Linked DNA regions of Mus musculus: region 1 is linked to region 2. The links are chromatin contacts, called in public HiChIP or PLAC-seq maps. All regions are on one chromosome and are shown on one strand. The core of a region is the stretch at or near the end of the contact, and the rest is flanking DNA. Distances in the headings are between cores, read along the strand shown. Region 1 has its middle 26 kb from the start of Dusp4. Region 2 overlaps B930018H19Rik (RIKEN cDNA B930018H19 gene).

Region 1 (4,079 bases), core at 1,012-3,511, 160 kb after region 2:
TCCCCGCCTCCTTCCAGGAAAATCCCTATCACATCCTCCCTCCCCCTGTTTCTATGAGGGTGTTCCCTCACCCACCCACTCCCACCTCCCCGCCCTCGATTCCCCTGGAGCATTGAGCCTTCATAGGACCAAGGACCTCTCCTTCCATTGATGCATGACAAGGTGATCCTTTGCTACACATACAGCTGGAGCCATGTGTACTCCTTTGTTGATGGCTTAGTCCCTAGGAGCTCTGGGAGGTCTGGTTGGTTGATATTGTTGTTCTTCCTATGGGTTGTTCTTCAACTCCTTCAATCCTTTTTCTAACTCTTCTATTGGGGACCCCAAGCTCAGTCCAATGATTGGCTGCTAACATCCACCTCTGCATTTGTAAGGCTCTGGCAGGGCTCTGAGTTTCTCTCTCTCTCTCTCTCTCTCTCTCTCTCTCTCTCTCTCTCTCTCTCTCTCTCTCTCTCTCTCTCAGTGGAGGGGTAGCCACTGAGGAAAACATTTTAAAAATATTCCATGTGCTAGGGAGATGCCTCCATAGGTACCATGCTTGTTGCAGAAACATACAGATCTGAATACAGACCCCTAGCACCCATGTTAAAAACCAGGGCGAGCATACACATATGTAACTCCAGCACTGAGTGTATGGGGAGGTGACAAACTGATCTCCAGAGCTCATTAGCCAGGCTGTGACATGGGTCCAGTTGAATTTGTTCACTCCAAGTTGTTTGAGGGATCTGACTCAAAAAGTTAGGTGGAAAACCTAACAGAACAGGACATCCAACATTGGTTCCTGCCTCCCCTCCACACAGAGCACACAGACACACTCACACTTACACACAGACACACTCATACTCACACTTATACACTTACTCATACACACACTCTCACCCACTCACAGTCACATACACTCACACACACACGCCCACTTTTAAAATGCTCTCCGTCTTTCCTTTTGTCAATTTTCCTTTTATTATTGTACTGCTAAATTCTGCAAGGGCCCCCCTCCCCCTTCTAGAAGGAGGCTGGGGTGTAACTCTACCTCCCTTTAGACTTCAGACTTCCTGGTTTCCAACAGTCTTTCATCCCATTGATCAGCTTTCCTTATCTCTGCCATTGTGTCTCCTTTGCACGCCCATCCTAAGAGAACAGTGCACAGGAACCAAGGTATAAAGGCTGTGCACCTTAAATAGTTCTGTTATATGTGTATGGGTGTGTGTGTGTGTGTGTGTGTGTGTGTGTGTGTGTGTGTGTATCCACATATTTTCTCCTTAAATCTTCACAACAGACCTTTATAGGGTAATATCACCATTTTACAGAAGAGAAATCAGAGCTGAAGCAATTTACCCTTGGCCACTGCTGCACAATTTTGGTAGTAATTTACTCTAACAATACTTCCTTAAAAGCAGCTTGGGACAACATCACTCTAATCTATCTGTTGGGGTTGGTTAGGAGAAGTTAATTAAGGGATGAGTCAGGAGCCACCCCCCTCTGGCAGCCAGGAGCACTTAGCATTTAGATGACAGCGTGCAAATCCACCCTGAAGAGTTTATTCATTAGCAGAGAGATGCTAGAAATATTTTTTTTTTGCTAGGGGAATGAATAGATGATTTATTTCCAAACTCGGTCATTGGTTAGAAATATGCAGACTCTAGTACCCGTCCACACATTAGATTTGTAAACTGTCCATGTCTAGTTGAACTGGTTCACTCCAACGACAGGCACCACAGGAGCCTCATGTCAGAGGCCATCACCATTGGTCAGTCCTCTGTCTTCCCATTTCCCAGTGGGCCTTACCAGAAGGAACATTCAAGGAAACGCTCTTTTCGAGGTCCCTATCATACAAAACAATCCGGCAAACATTGTACCGTGTGTGGCTGCTTTGTATACCTTGCAGGTAAGAAGGAACTATTGACAGAATCTAACAAGCCTTGGCTGTAGACTCACCAACCCTGGAAGTTGAGCTTTGGGGAAGGAACCTCAGCATACAGCTGTCAAGCGATCCCCCACCACGCCCCCCTTTCCCCCTGTGCCCCCCACCCCACACTGAGTGGAGAGACTAGATTAGGTGTATCAACAAAAGTCACACAGCTGCTGGATGTAAGGGCAGAATTTGGGGCCAGCTCTTCCCTACTCAGTCCACAGCCCAGCTGCCCCATGAGAGAAGAGATTAAGCAAAGAGAGGAAAAGACTCCAGGCCCCCTGTGGTGTCAGTCAACCACAAGAAACCTTAATCTTAACAGTCTTCCAGGAAGGGAGGCCTTAAGGAGCCTCCTCCTGCCTGAAGCTCTGTAAAGGTCAGGCTAAGTACATAACAGGAAAGAAACAGTGTCTGACTTGATGTGTGTACTTAGACATATGAAATTCGGCATAGGGCCATAAAATGAAGGGAGGGTAAACCACAAACTTAGCTTTCTCTGTGTGCGCTGCGGGAAAAGGCCAGCTGTCCTTCGTGTGGGTGTCCTCGGCCTGGGAACCCTTTCTTCCCTGTGCTGAGACTCTCAGTTGTACCTTTCTCAAGCCACCAGACAGCACCAACAAAGGCTCATGACCTGAGAGGACACAAATATCCCATCTCCACTATCCTCCTAGGGTCACAGGCCTTCCCCCCAGAGCATCATCAACAAGGACAAAATCCGTAAGATTCCAGGAGTTTTCCTTATCCATCGGACACGCTAACTACAAGAAGCATTTCTGAGTTGGACCCAAAAAAAGAAACAGAAAATGCCTCAATGGAGAAGAACTTTGAGTTGCAGTCTTTAAAAACATCTTTCTCCATGTTTGAGACACAGGAGCCTAGACCGAGGTCTACAGTGCTGAGAGCTGTGGTCTCCAGACAGCCATGCCTAGAACCAGCCAGCTTCAAAACAGTTAGTCACAGAGGCCATCGGGTCCAGCCTTCTCATTACAGAGATAGGGAAACAAGTTCCCTGAGGCCCAGTAAGCACCAGGCAAGTGGAGGGGTTTGGGATCTTAGTGTCCTTTTCCAGGCACCCACTTCTTACTGAAAATGGCACTGCCCAGGAGCTCCAGCCGAGCTGGGAAAACATATCTGGGTCCTAAGCTGGGCGACCTTTGGTCAGCAGCTCACTGAGGTTTGAATACCCGATAAGCTGCCCCATCTCTTACTTCTTAGAAGGACTTGGGTTTTTCAAACTTGACATTTAACAAAACATATTAGCTTTTACATCGAAACAAACATATTGAAACAAAGCCACGTCACGTTTCCTCCCTCCTCCCACCTCTCTGCCCTCCTTCCTTCCTTCCTTCCTTCCTTCCTTCCTTCCTTCCTTCCTTCCTTCCTTCCTTCCTTCCTTCCTTCCTCCTTCCTTCTGTTATTTCTCCCTCCCTCCCTTCCTTTCTTTCTTTCTCCTCCCCTTCCTTTCTTTCTTCCCTTCCTCCCTTCTTTTCTTCCTTCCTTCCTTCCTTCTTCCTTCCTCACTTCCTTCCTGCCCCCCACCCCATGCTGGAGACCAGCCCCCCAGCCTTGCATATGCTAAGTACTTCCTCAGCTTCTTGCAGAGTAAACTTCCTATCTGAAGCCCTGAGCAGCAGAATTACCGGAACACCCAGCTGGCATGACTGAAAATCGGTGCACCATCTGTCTTTGATTGATAAGCAAGCTTTCGAGGAGTTGGTCTGAAGCACACTGAAAGGCCACCAGTCTGAGGGGCTCTCCGGTGAATGTGCTGATTCTTACGGGAGGAGTGCTATGCCTCCTGGGTCAATCCGTTCAAAGGCCTACAAGAAAGAAGCCCTAGTCTATACGAGAGAGCAAGAGAGAACCTAGGTTATAGAGCAAGAGAGAACCTAGTTTATTCTTCACCTTAAACATTTAGCCTCTGCCTTGGTGTCTGAGACGCCTCTAGATCTGTCTTTCTAGGAACCAAGGCTGATGTAGATGCAAGAGTCTCCAAGGATTTCAGTTCTGGGCAGCTTGTTGCATCTTTTCATTCATTCATTCATTCATTCATTCACACACATTTTGATGCTTAACATGTTCAGGACCATTATTGATGGGCGTTATGAGCTGAATAAGTGTTTACATTCTCCCTACCCACAGCTTGCCTTGTTCTTAGCCATTGACTAGA
Region 2 (3,825 bases), core at 545-3,044:
TTTGCCATCTGCAAGGTAACACTATCCTTTTGTCATTCATAAAATTCTGGGTCTGTTCCCATTCACTTGCTGTGAGAGTGGTAGAGGCCTCAAAAAGACAGAGCCTAAATATCCAGTGGAGCTAAGCTCATGTCTATGTGTGGCTGATGCTCACTATAAAGCCTACCCAGGCACCAACACAGTCAACGAACTTGGTCCCATGGGGGCTCCCAGAGACTGAACCACCAACCAACGAGCAAGCAAGGGCTGGACCTATGCCTCCCCTCATATATGTAGCAGATATACAGCTTGGTCTTCATGTGGGTCACTCATCAACTGGAGCAGGGACTGTCCTTGAATCTGTTGCCTGACTGTGGTTCCTGCTCTCCTAACTGGGTAGCCTCGATTGGCCTCAGTGGGAGATGATGTGCCTAGTCCTGCAGTGATTTGATGTGCCAGGGTGGGGCAATACCCAGGGAGGTCTCACCCTTCTCAGAAGCAGGAAGTGAGGAGAGGGACTATGTGTGTGTGTGGTGGTGGTGGTGGTGGTGGGGAACCAGGAGAAAGGGGACTGCTATTGTAAAGTTAATTAATTAATTTTAAAATGAGCCCTTCCATGCATGTTTTCTTGGGTTTTGTTTTGTTTTGTTTTGTTTTGTTTTGTTTTGTTTTGTTCTTGCATGGTTTTCTGGGCCCTAATGGTGGTTTTGTTATTCCCTTTCCTTTTTTGCAAGAGAAGACTGTATTGATTACATTTCCAAGCTCACCTCACAATGTCACCCCCTCTGTTTTATGTAATCCTTTCTTATCATCTTATAGCTGTTCTCCCCGCCCCTAGCCCCTCCCAAGAGGATCCATTCAACCTGAGAAACCTACAACATCTGGTTTGAATGTGCTTTTGTAAAAGGTGCACGGTTTTTTGCTTTGTGCCTATCTATTTTTAAATCTCTAGCCTGGATCTCAGGTTGTATATTTCTGCTTTCCTGGGGAAGCTGGCAAGGACTCCCCACTATCCCACCCTCCCTTCCACCTCTGAGGATAACTGAGGGCCAAGGGCGATCTGCTGGTCCTGTGCTCTGCACAGGATAAAAAAGCCGGAAGTGGCCACCCTCGCCGCCAACGGAAGCGAATCACAGCGGAAAGATGAAGCGCGGAACTCACTTCATCCGAATCCTGTTTTTTCCACATTGTGTGGCTGCAGGAAAATTACTCATTCAAAACAAACAAACAAAAACTAACAAACAAACAAACAAAACCTCCACTTCTTGGTCCCATAAAATAAGGGGGAGAATAAATCATTGAGGGTATTGAAAAGGTTCTATAAGAGAGGCTCAGAGCAATAAGTCTTGCTTAAATTCTAAGTAGATGGCAGCTGAGTTTAGCGAGACTTACCTAGCAAAGCATTCACAGAAGCAGAGCCCCCCGGGTCTTATGTGGGAGAGATAACTGGGAATGAAAACCACATGAGAAGCCTAGAGCTTTAAAGACATGGACAGTGGAAAGTCACACAGCTAAAGATCTGATCATTAAGCTTTAAAGTCCCCCGGGGTAAACGATCCAGAATAGAAACATACAAGGGTCAAAACTGCTCTCCTCTACAAAACTGGTCTTCCACGTCTTCTTCTCTCCTCTCTCCCTCTCCTTCCCTTCCTTCCCTTTGTTAAACTAGGCACTAGCTTTCCTCAATCCCAAATAAAAGTCTCCCGCACCTGTAAATATGCCAACAATCCGATGTCAGCGTCATCAGACTGCTGTACCCGGGCCAATCTTTATCCCAATGTTTGCTATTCAAGGAAACGTAGAGCTACAGAAAGTTAATTAGTGCCTAAGAGGTCTATAAAGGCCATCTGCCCCACAACTCTTTTACATTCGAGGACGCTGGGTACGTGAAGAAGCCTCTGCCACTGTCATTTATTTTGAGCAATGTGTTCTGCTAGGCATGCCACGATCACGCACGCAACTCCACAACTGACACTCTGATGTCTCCGAGTTCTGCATGAAGACAGAAGCAGCTCAACATTTCCATAGAGCGAAGAAATACTCTGCAATCCCCTCTAGAGCTACTGTCCTAGAGAGGAATACGGCTTAAACGCAGTCACGTGTTGCTGAACCCCAAAGCCTCTCCCATCTCCTCACCAGTAACCTTTAAAGGGCATACCCTGGGGAAACAATGATCCACAGCCAGTGCCCTTCAGCGACATGAACTCTGGGCTGTGTGTCTAAGCAGCCGGAGCCAGGTGAGTCACAAAAGTCACGCCCAAAGCCACAATGATCAGAGCAGGATTGTGAAAACCCCAACCCCGCCCCGCCCATAGCATTAGCTCAGGGACGCAAACTGTCCGCTTCCTCAAAGAGATGGCTTTCAACAAGACTAATGATTCATATGAGATCAGAAAATCTGGTGTGCTTCTATTTATACCCTCCAAACTGGTTCAACTGCCCGTGCAAAGTGTTCACACATGAGATAGCATCTGCTGACTTTCAGCAATTGGAAAATTACATTTTTCTTTTGTTTCTTAATATAATATTTGTACAGTTGTGTTTATTGTTTAGGTCAGTCTCTCTCTCTCTCTCTCTCTCTCTCTCTCTCTGTGTCTCTGTGTGTGTGAGAGGGAGAGACAGAGACAGAGACAGAGACAGAGACAGAGAATAAATAATTTGATTTTGTATTTTTCACATTAAGGTGACCAAAAATAATAAATATATTGAATCTTATGATTCCAGAAGATTTCTAAAATAGATACATTTGAAATTTTCATTGGTCTTACCACTCTGTCTGTACAAGATGTATACAGGAATTTCTGAAATTTTGTCATACTTTTCTGCCTAATTTCGGGTTGCATAAGTTTCTTTCTATCAAGTCAACTGCATTTATTAAGACATAATTAACCTATTTCCACATTTAATCATCTAAGATATATAAAGCTCTAATCACAGCTTTAGATCAGCTTGTAATCAATGTTATCAAACTGAATTAATTTGACTCTAATCAAAAGCAAAAAAATACCATGACATTCTAGTTAATGAAGGCAGTTTTATTTTCAGAAATGTGCAATGCCTGTGGAGCTTTTGGGGAAAAAATGAAAAAAAATTAAAAATCCTTCTAGGCACATTTAAAGACTCCCAGGGCCCAGATTCCCCAAGAGGCAAACCATATCGGTGTAGAGTCTCATAAGGGGCTGAATACAGAAGTTAGAAGGCAAGGACACCTTTTATTTGTATGCATTTCCCAAGAAAAATGCTGAAAGCTGGGGTATGAACACAGTGCTTGCCTTCTAACGTTTTCATTTCCCCATCAGAAATAAGGGAGAGAACATTTAAGATAAAGAAAAGTAGCCATCGACAGCTCCTTCACCCAGGGCTGAAAGCTAATTATGTAAGAGGAAAACAACCCGCTTATTCTTCCTTCAAAGGAAACCTTGTGGTATTAATAGTTCCTCATTTTCTTCCGAGCCTCAGATAAACTCAAGCCGTTTGAGGATTTAAAAAAAATTCCAAAATTTCATCCGGGACAGATTAGTGCTGTTTCATGTGACTTGAATTTAATAATCCTGGACTGAGGCAGGGGTGGGAGAAGAATTCACCACCGGAGGAAGAAATTATTTTCAATTATGGATCAGTGAACAAAGCCAGAAGTTTTGACTCAAACCCCAAAGAGAATCAATGTCCATTTTAATGGCAAACCAGCACAATCGGTATCAATTTGTGGTCAATTACACCCATGGTTTTTTTTCTTGTTTCTACTTTGAGACTAGGTGTTCAGTGTGACTTGCCTGAAGAAATAGCATATAATTTGATGGCTGGGCTCTAAGTAGATCTGAATGGAGCAGCAGCTCTCACCCTTCC

What was found. HiChIP or PLAC-seq counts read pairs in DNA pulled down with a chosen protein or histone mark.
Region 1: an H3K27ac HiChIP or PLAC-seq map of regulatory T cell precursor shows a contact between it and region 2, with 3 times the contacts expected there. The contact joins two enhancer-like sites. A contact is called at or near these places in 1 of 15 datasets of contacts at CTCF or cohesin (the NIH/3T3 cell line), 5 of 484 Hi-C or Micro-C datasets (CD4 T cells, CD8 T cells, LSK cells and 2 more) and 4 of 115 datasets of contacts at active chromatin or transcription factors (embryonic stem cells, pancreatic cancer cells, regulatory T cells and 1 more).

The regions. Positions count from the first base shown.
Region 1 is chr8:34,779,855-34,783,933 of GRCm38.p6, forward strand. No RefSeq gene overlaps it. Among named protein-coding and RNA genes, the nearest start is that of Dusp4, 26 kb to the right of the region's middle. Within about 2 kb of position 2,262, at least 42 of the 459 cell types and tissues checked have an H3K27ac peak or open chromatin away from gene starts, as enhancers often do. A contact at or near this core is called in CD8 T cells, the N1E-115 cell line, pancreatic cancer cells and 2 more, where this site is marked.
Region 2 is chr8:34,620,612-34,624,436 of GRCm38.p6, forward strand. All of the region lies in intron 1 of B930018H19Rik (RIKEN cDNA B930018H19 gene), which reads right to left. Among named protein-coding and RNA genes, the nearest start is that of Gm34096, 16 kb to the left of the region's middle. Within about 2 kb of position 1,795, at least 157 of the 459 cell types and tissues checked have an H3K27ac peak or open chromatin away from gene starts, as enhancers often do. A contact at or near this core is called in CD8 T cells, the N1E-115 cell line, pancreatic cancer cells and 2 more, where this site is marked.